3 separate regions of the Pan troglodytes genome follow, and regions 2 and 3 are each linked to region 1. The links are chromatin contacts, called in public Hi-C and HiChIP or PLAC-seq maps. All regions are on one chromosome and are shown on one strand. The core of a region is the stretch at or near the end of the contact, and the rest is flanking DNA. Distances in the headings are between cores, read along the strand shown.

What was found. A called contact is a pair of places that touch in the nucleus more often than the background predicts. HiChIP or PLAC-seq counts read pairs in DNA pulled down with a chosen protein or histone mark.
Region 2: a contact with region 1 is called in a Hi-C map of stem cell-derived neural progenitor cells, with 5 times the contacts expected there. The contact joins the promoter of OPTC here to the promoter of CHIT1 in region 1. A contact is called at or near these places in 3 of 7 Hi-C or Micro-C datasets (blood, induced pluripotent stem cells and stem cell-derived neural progenitor cells) and 1 of 1 other capture datasets (stem cell-derived neural stem cells).
Region 3: a contact with region 1 is called in an H3K4me3 HiChIP or PLAC-seq map of stem cell-derived excitatory neurons, with 7 times the contacts expected there. The contact joins the promoter of PPFIA4 here to the promoter of CHIT1 in region 1. A contact is called at or near these places in 3 of 7 Hi-C or Micro-C datasets (induced pluripotent stem cells and stem cell-derived neural progenitor cells), 1 of 1 datasets of contacts at active chromatin or transcription factors (stem cell-derived excitatory neurons) and 1 of 1 other capture datasets (stem cell-derived neural stem cells).

What each region holds. Positions count from the first base shown.
Region 1 is chr1:45,820,668-45,823,373 of NHGRI_mPanTro3-v2.0_pri, reverse strand. CHIT1 (chitinase 1) reads right to left here and starts at 1,281. Exons shown (of 14, transcript XM_063793548.1): 1 at 1,149-1,281; 2 at 565-770.
Region 2 is chr1:45,599,815-45,602,629 of NHGRI_mPanTro3-v2.0_pri, reverse strand. OPTC (opticin) reads left to right here and starts at 1,502. Exons shown (of 8, transcript XM_016936307.4): 1 at 1,502-1,684.
Region 3 is chr1:46,067,958-46,071,038 of NHGRI_mPanTro3-v2.0_pri, reverse strand. PPFIA4 (PTPRF interacting protein alpha 4) reads left to right here and starts at 1,328. Exons shown (of 29, transcript XM_016936176.4): 1 at 1,328-1,474.

The sequences.
Region 1 (2,706 bases), core at 32-2,531:
CCCAGCATCGCGATTCCTTTAGCCCAGAGCCCTCCCTGAGCAGGCCCAGGATATAGAAATGGTCCAGCGTTGGCCTTTGACCCGGGAGAACAGGGTGAAGGGGACACCCAGTTGCGGACTCCTGCGGGGGTCTGGGTGGGCCCAGTGACGTCAGTTCTAGTTCTCCAGTGAAGGAGACCAATTCCAGGACTGCCCCCAACTTGCTGTGTGATCCTGGGACATTTGCTTAAACTCTCTGAGCCTCATCTTTCCTTTCACACGACAGGGAGACGATCCTGCCTTTGGGAGAATGACTTGAAGTAAATCACTCTTAATCCCTAGACGGAAAGGAGGGAGCGGGAGAATTTCTGCCATCCCACGGGACTCAGCGCAGAGGAGGCGGCTCCCCCAGCTTATTAACCACAGACCAGGTGTGCACGCCCAAGCTCACCGGCAGAGGGCGCCAGGCCTCCGCTTGGTGCTCGAGCCTCGAGGCCCAGAAAAGGTAACCTGGTCCCCAGAGGTCTGAAATCGCTGATTGTGTTTATTCAAAGCCAGTCACCATTGCTCACCCGTCTGACTTACTCTGGGTGTGTGTGGACGGGCGTGCATGTGACCGCGTCTGTGCACCGGGGCTGTGCTGTGGGCTTTGTGCTGAGCCAAAGGTGGGGCTTCTCCTGTCCGCCCGGTCCTGGACTCCCGGCAGCGGCCGGCAGGGGCAGTGCTGATGCTGTAGGAGGGTCAGGAGCCACTGCCTCGTGCTCAGCCCCACGGGAGCCACTCTGTGTGCCCTGCAGCGGGGAGGACCCACAGGGTAGACCGCCTCCTTGGCCGGTGACCCCTGCAACAGAGCCGTCTCTCCGGTGCTCCTGCTCGCCAAGTCAGTGTGAGGCCCGGACAGAGGAAGCCCTGTTTGCTTCTCTGTTCAGAGGAAAGGGGCCAGGGGATTGTAAAATAGGCCTTAGGTTATTGGACAAGAAGACAAAACCAAACCAAACCAAAAGCCTGGTGAGATCACGGTCTCACCCAGACGCAAGTGATTGCTGAGGTCAAATCAGCCAGCCTGGGCTCTGATAACTGCCGGGCCAGGTGGAGCCCGTGCACAGGGGAAGGGGGTTAGCATGGCCTCTGCCTGGGGCTCCCAGCCTGAGGAGGCAATGCATCCTTACCCCAAGAGACCACTGTCTGCAGGACGATACTCCCCAGGATAGTCAGGCTGGTCTGGGAGGCAGCCTGTGGCCACACAGGGTGGAGAAGGCGAACTCAAACTGTGAAGCAGACAGGGCTCGCGGAGGCCCCTCCCATCTGCCCCGCCAGCATCCCCTTTTTGCTTCCGCACTTCCCAGAATCACCCTTTTCATAGACACTTACCGAAGGGCCACCATGTGATCATCCTTCCCAGGCTGAGGGTACAGACAGGAGCTGGCAGAGCAGGGAGGGTGCTGGGCAACCACCACAGGGTCAGGAGCCCTGGGGAAGTCTCCTGATGGTGGTAGGTGGCTGGGGGTGGGGTGGGGGTAGAGGGCTGCCAACAAAAGCTTCCAAGACCCTGAAGGAGGCAAGGCACGCTGAGTTTTAAGGAGCCAGAGGCATCATCTTATCGGGTGACAGGAGTGAGGCCCCACTGCAATGCCTGCCGTGGAGGGGCCAGTGGGCTAGGCAGGCACACACAGCAGCTGTGATAACTTTGGGCAGACCATAAGGCAGTTTACGGTTTGCTGAGTCATTTTACAAATCTTTATTCTGTGAGGTTGGTAGAAAAATGAAGCTCAGAGAGGTTAGGTAACTTGTCCCAGGACACAGAGTCAGGACTTGGGCCTGTATATCCCAAGCTCTAGCCTGAACTGGCTCCTTAGGTAGCCTCTGCCCCTCCCACTACCCCAACTCCCTGAAGCAGAACCTTGGTTAGAGCGGCAGGGCCCGTCTTGTTTTGACAGGTCTAGAACTTGTCTTTGTTTTATTTTTCAGGACACTAGAACTGGTTAACATCTACAGGCCTGGCTCACCCAACCAAACATACAGGAGGTGGGTGGATGGATAAACAATGCCACTGTGACCGCTTACAATGAGCGCCAGTTCGTTTAGAAGGCTGGTGTCAGAAATTGGCTCAAGTCATTCATTCCCTCCTGGTGATGCCGGGCAAATGCAGAACCAGGGCAAATGCAGAACCAGAGCAAATGGAGCCAGCCTTTCTCGAAGGATTTCTCAGTCTGTCAGACTGGGCTACAGAAATGTGTGACGTGCCGGGAAGTGTCAGGGAAAGTGTGGCTCAGGAGTGACCTGGGTTGTAATCTTAGCTCTACCAGTTCTTAACAACATGTCCTTGGCAGGTTGCTTAAGCCTTGGTCTGTTGTTCATCTGATACATGGAGATGATCATAGAACAACCCAGAGAGTTGCTGGGAGGAGCATACAGATGATGTGCTGTGCAATGACTAGGTCCAGGCAGATGCAACATAAACAGTAGCTCTTGCTATTACTGGACAGCTGGGTGACTTCCCTGTCTACAGAAGGTGTATTTACAATGGCCACTGTCTGCAAGCTGTTCTTCTTCACCCCGGTCAGCCCTGGGTCCTCTTACAAGCCCTTGCTATTCCTCGAGCCCTTCTCTTATCACAGTGTCTCTCCAGTCAGGCAGGTGTCAAATAATTCATTGGGCTACAATTTGATTTAGTGACATTCTTTTTTCTTTCCTTTTTTTTTTTTTTGAAACAGAGTCTAGCTCTGT
Region 2 (2,815 bases), core at 253-2,752, 220 kb after region 1:
AGCAAGCCAAATGCTGCCCTCGAGGGCCAGGCTATTAGATCTGCCTCTTCACCTGGTGTGCCAGGGCAGAGATGAGTTCTGCCAAGCCATCTGCTCTGAAGGCCTGGAAACACATGGATTCAGGACTCCTGGGGAAGAAGGTGGAAATGGGGAGGGTCATATGAACTAAAGAAAACTCTCTAACCCGAGAGTCAAAAAATCTAGGCATTGGCCCTGGCTCTGTGTGACCTAGGGCAAGTCACGTCACCTCTTTGGGCCTCACTCTCCTCATCTATACCACAAGGACTTGGACTAGATCTTTAGGGGGTCTCACAGCTTGAATTCAGTATCTGGTTGGTGGAAAGGAGTAGGGAACAAGGAGAGTCACTGAGAAACCTGGGTGGGCGCCGGGGCACAGGCTGGCAGAAGCTGGGGAAGACTCCTTAGCCACCCCACCTCTGCCTTCAGCAAGAACTTGCTCGGCAGCCTGCTCGAGGCACCAAGGAAAGGGGAGTGTTTCCAGATGAATGCCGTTGGCCCTCTGTATCTGTGGGTTCCACATCCGTGGATTCAACCAACCACAGATTGAAAATATTCAGAAAAAAAAAAAAATTCACAACGTTCCAAAAAGGAAAACTTGAATTTGCTGTGTGCCAGTACTATGTGGAATCCATGTGAATGGAGTGAGGTGTAAGCATTGTGTTTGGTGTTATAGGTAATCTAGAGATGATTTGAAGTACACAGGAGGATGTGCGTAGGTTATATGCAAACTCACCATTTTATATAAAAGACCTCAGCATATGTGGATTTGGTATCCACTGGACGTGCAGAACCAATCCCCCATGGTTACTGAGGGACGACTGTACATCTCTGAGGGTGCGGGAGAGGATACTTCCCAGGCCCCCGAGACCCTACACAATGTCTACTGGTGTTTATGATCCTTTCTAGGGCCCACCTCCCAATTTCCATTTGGTTTCCTCCTAGCAGATTTAGAGAATTTCCCGTATCCTCATGATCATCATCTGTGAACTTGAAGTTGGCTTTCAAATCCGATCTCATCCCCCATACACCTTCTCTTTGAACTACCTAGGCCTGCAGCTCCTGTCTCTGGTGATTTTATTCAATTATGGTCTCTGTGCTGGTGCTCTAGGTGAGGGTGAAGTGCCTCATTTCCACCTCTTTTTATCTTTGGATTCTGGCTATGAAGCTGAAGCCTTGTCACTCTCTGGCTGGAGAAAGAAGCTGCAAAGACAAGCTCTATCTCTCCATATCCCCCCACTCCAGCCTTCTCTGAGGACTCAGAATCTGAGGGATGGGGCCCCTTCCTTGCAGGCGATGGCACTGCCTGTTCCTCAAAGATGTGGCCTTATCAGGAGAGTGGACAAGGAAAAGAAAGAAGGAGCTGACAGAGTAAGAGGAGAGAGAGCAGGAGCTGGAGGTGGGGGGGTGAAGCGGAAGGTGGGGGGAGAATTCTCTTTTGTCAAACACAGGAATGGGGCAGAGGACCCCCTGAGGAAAGAGGAGGGGAAACAGCTGGACATCAGAAGGAATGAGAAGTCTGATTGGTCGCAGGCCTGGCCAACTCCTTGCCCTCCCCCGGGCACCACTGTCTAACCCAAGCCCCAGTTCAGACAGCCTCCACCAGAGTCCCCACCTTTCTGGAAGCTGCAGGGCTCTCCATCCAGGATCCAGAAGCATTGAAGGGGTAAGGCTCAAGGTTGAGGCCTCTGGCCATCGGTGTGCAAATGAGGGCAAAGTGTTTGGCTGGGGCAGGGATTGGGAAGGGAAAATGAAGAGAGTTTAGGCCTCTGGCCAAAGAAGTTGGACAAGACTTTTGGGTGGGCACTAAACTGTCTTAGAAATTTTTTTTTTGAGATTATGTAATTCGTTTGGGGTGAGGTATGGGAGGTAAGGTGAAGAAACACCTCTTGCTACTGCTAGAGGCTTGCCCCCTTGCCCAGCTAAAATTAAGAAAGGGTGGGGAGGTTAACTGGGCATGGTAACACACGCCTGTAGTCCCAGCTACTTGGGAGGCTGAGGCAGGAGGACTGCCTGAGCCCAGGAGGTTAAGGCTTCAGTGAGCTGAGATCATGCCATAACACTCCAGGCTGGGCAACAGAGTGACACCGTCTTAAAAATAGAAAATAAAATAAAAATTAAAAGATAAAAAAAATTTTAAAAGAAAGAAAGGGGGAGAGTCTACTAGAAACTTGTGCAGCTAGCTTTGGGGAGGGCTGTGTTAAGCCTACACTGGGTATGACTGTTGTATACACTTATGCCTGGATACAACACCACACCACATGCATTTCCTGACCCGTCTATACATATACGAACTACATGAACATTTGTACTCACATGCATATCACATACATACGCAGGCATCTGTGTGCACACACACACAAATATACACAGGTATCTAAGGAAATTTCCAGATGCGTACACACTCATGCAATCACACACAAAGAACTCTTGTATCTGTAATAATCTGTTTCTAAAAAGCTGCATTTAGAAGTATATTTCATAAACTAACATTCTTTTTTACATTGTATGTTTCATTGTAAGTCCATGTCTCCTAAAGAGACTAGGTGCTCCTAGGAAGGGCTGTGCCTCATTCATTCTGTACCCACAGAGACAAGTCCTGTGCCTGGAACTCAATAGACACCCATAAATGTTTGTTGAGCAAATGCATGAATGGATGATCTTTATAAAAAACCACAAGAGTCAACTGGGCGCGGTGGCTCACACCTGTAATTCCAGCACTTTGGGAAGCCAGGGTGGGTGGATCACCTAAGGTCAGGAGTTCAAGACCAGCCTGGCCAATATGGTGAAACCCCTT
Region 3 (3,081 bases), core at 79-2,578, 250 kb before region 1:
AAGCATCATAAATTGATCCTTGAACGCTGTGAGAGTTACGGACACAGACCCTCACACAGTTGAAAATCTGCTATGACTTTTGACTGCCCCAAAACTTAATAGCCTACTGTTGACTGGAAGCCTTATTGATAACATAAACAGTTGATTAATGTGTATTTTGTATATGTAGTATATACCTTATTATAATAAAATAAGCTCGAGAAAAGAAAATGTTATTAAGAAAATCAAAGAAGAGAAAATACATTTACTGTTCATTAAGTGGGTCATCATGTTGAGCAGGCTGACGAGTAAGAAGAGGAGGGGTAGTCTTGCTGTCTCAGGGGTGGCGGGGAAGGAAGAAAATCTGCATGCAAGTGGCCCTGTGCAGTTGAAGGCCCTGTTGTTCAAGGGTCACAGATTTAGCTTCACTTACCCACCCCTCAGATCAGAATTACTCAGATTTCCCTGTCTTCAAAGAGATGCAAGGAAATTATGCCAAATGGTGAATATATTGGGTGGAAGATAAATGAGAGAAGGTTGTATGTGTCACTGATCTCAACTATAGCATTTGCTGCTGATATAGAACATGCTGTGTATATATCTATAAATACACACATGAACACATTGCATGTATATAAAAATTGTTCACACTTTTAGTGGTGCTTACTGGGTATTGGTAAAGGATTGAGTAGGCACTGTGATGAAACTTCACAAAGCAGATGGAAAAGATGCATTAATAGCCACAGGGGGCAGGGTAAGGGAGCAATTCAGGAAAATGGAGAGGCTTAGCTAAAATTTGTCAGTCAGGAATTTTGGCATTTGAGACTTGTTTTCATACTATGTATATGTCATAGACAAACCCTTCATTTTGTAGTAACAGTGTTAGAACAGCCAGGTGCCTGAAGGCAAGCGACACAATTCACTGAAGAGCATACTACAGATGTAGTATCCGGATATCAAGTTTCCCCACTTAAAAAATGGGTGCGATCAAAGGAAAAGCAAGGAACGGGCAGGAGAGCAAGCGTGAAAGGTGACAAACTTGACAATTACAAGGCCGAGACTAAGGCCAATTTAGGGAACGGGCTGTTAGACTAGGAACAAGGGCGAGTTCAGAGGGAGGGGCAGAATGTGGGCAGCACTCCTGGGCCCTGAGACCCTTCTGCGGAATAAAACTCTGGCACTTCGCCACCTCCTAGGCTGAACCAAGATGGCGCGCGGCCTCAAAGCGGCGCTCTCGTCACGTGCCCGGACCCGAGGCGCTTGGGGGCGGGAGGCGTGGCCTCGGTCGCGGCAGCCCAGCCCCGCCTAGGGGGCGGAGCCGGGGAGGTTGTCCGCGGAGGAAGGGGGCGGGGCCCCGCGGCCGCGCGCTTGGGCGGCGGAGGCTGCAGCTACCTCGGCGCCGGCTCGGCTCTAGGACGTGTCGGGCTGCCCGGGTCGGGGGCGGCTCCCTGCTGCTTCCGAGCCTAGCCGCCTGGCCTTCGGCATTTGCAGGCAGGTGAGCGCCCAGAGCCTGGACTGGGGTAGGATGCGTCTTTTCCCCATCTCCAGCTCCCCTCGACAGTTTGGGGAGGGGTCTCGTCTATCGCACCTCGGGAAACAGCCCTTTTTGACTCCGTATGTGCTATCTCCGGCAGGCGTCGGTACTGCTTCCCCTGCCGCCCCTCGCCGGCCTTTGCGGTGCCCTGTGCCCTTGGGGGTGAGGATAGGGGCGATGCCCGATCTGCGGGGAGGGCGTGGAGTGCGCCCTCTGCTCCATCGGCTTCAGGGGAGGGGGCCGAGTTGGCGAGTCTCCCGGTGGGAACGGAGCAGACTGCGCCCCCATTTCCCCTCCAGGAGAGTCAGAAAAAGCGCCTCTCGGCTCCGGGGCCAACCCCACTCCTTTGGGGACGCGATTCTGATGGGCTGAGGTCTTCGCTCTTCGCGGGGGTCTTAATCTTTCCCGAGTTGCTCATAGCACCCCTGTTCCTGTCGCTAGCTCTCCATTCCTCGAACTGCCAGCCTCAGTCTGTGCCAGAGATGCCCCCATCTCCGCAGTGCCAGGGCGGTGGGGTGGAAGGAGCGGCCAACCCGAGGCCTGGTGGGGGTGGGGACAGGGGTGGGCGCAACAGGAAAAGAGGGCTGGAATAGAGATGCCTGAACTGGGAGGGTGGGAGTGGGGCGCTGACTCACGTCCACGCAGTAGGGATGTTTTCCAGCGCAGATTTTGAGGTTTTGATGGTAGGTGGGAAGAGAGAGGTCGGGCTGGAGGACTTGGAGACATGGTGTAGGTGGTTTTCTTCGAGAAGGAGGAGGGATCCAGGACAAGGTGCCGCTAGGAGCTGATGTCACCTTTGAGGAGAGGTGTGCTGGTAGTTTCCATCAGAAGAGCAGGAGAGTTGGGGCCGTTCTGTGTGGAGAGCAAGTGGTTAAGGAGGCGCTGCTTCGCAGGGAGATCCCCTCCTGGTGTGAGCTTAAGGGTCCCCTCCAGGAGCCAGGTTTCAGGGATTTCCCATAGTCCTTTCCAGAGTTCTTGGATCTGGTACCTAGTACTTTGCTCAACATCCAGCAAACATTTGTTGGACACCTACTATCTGCCAGATACTATGCTCGGTGCTAGGTCTTCTGAAGGCAATTTACAGCTGCGGAGTAGCTGAAAGGTACACATAGGAGGCACACATAGCAGGTATTCTGTTAACACCCTTCTCACCCCCCATCCCCATTCTGTTACATTGCTGTTGGATTAGAAAAAGAAAGAACTGTGTCCACGTGCTTTCAAACAGCTGTCTGAATTAGACTCCAACCTACACACCCCCTACCACTATTAACTGGCCAGGTAGTCCCAGGGAAGCTGCCTAAGCAAAAGGGCAGCTTGAATGATTTCCCTTGGTTATTTTCTCAGATTTTGTCCTGAGGCTTGAGGAGGCTTCGTGGGGTAAACGGTATCTCAAAGTAAGGAGATAATGAATGACAAAATGGTTATTGGGGGCCAAGAATGTCCTAGACTCTGTGTAGTGGGAGACGCCATCTCTGGAAGATGGAATAGTGTGGGGGAGGAGGGTGTGGAAGGGAATTCGCATCCAGTGGAGTTGGGGTTTGTGCTGCTGAGCATGTCGTGATGTCAGA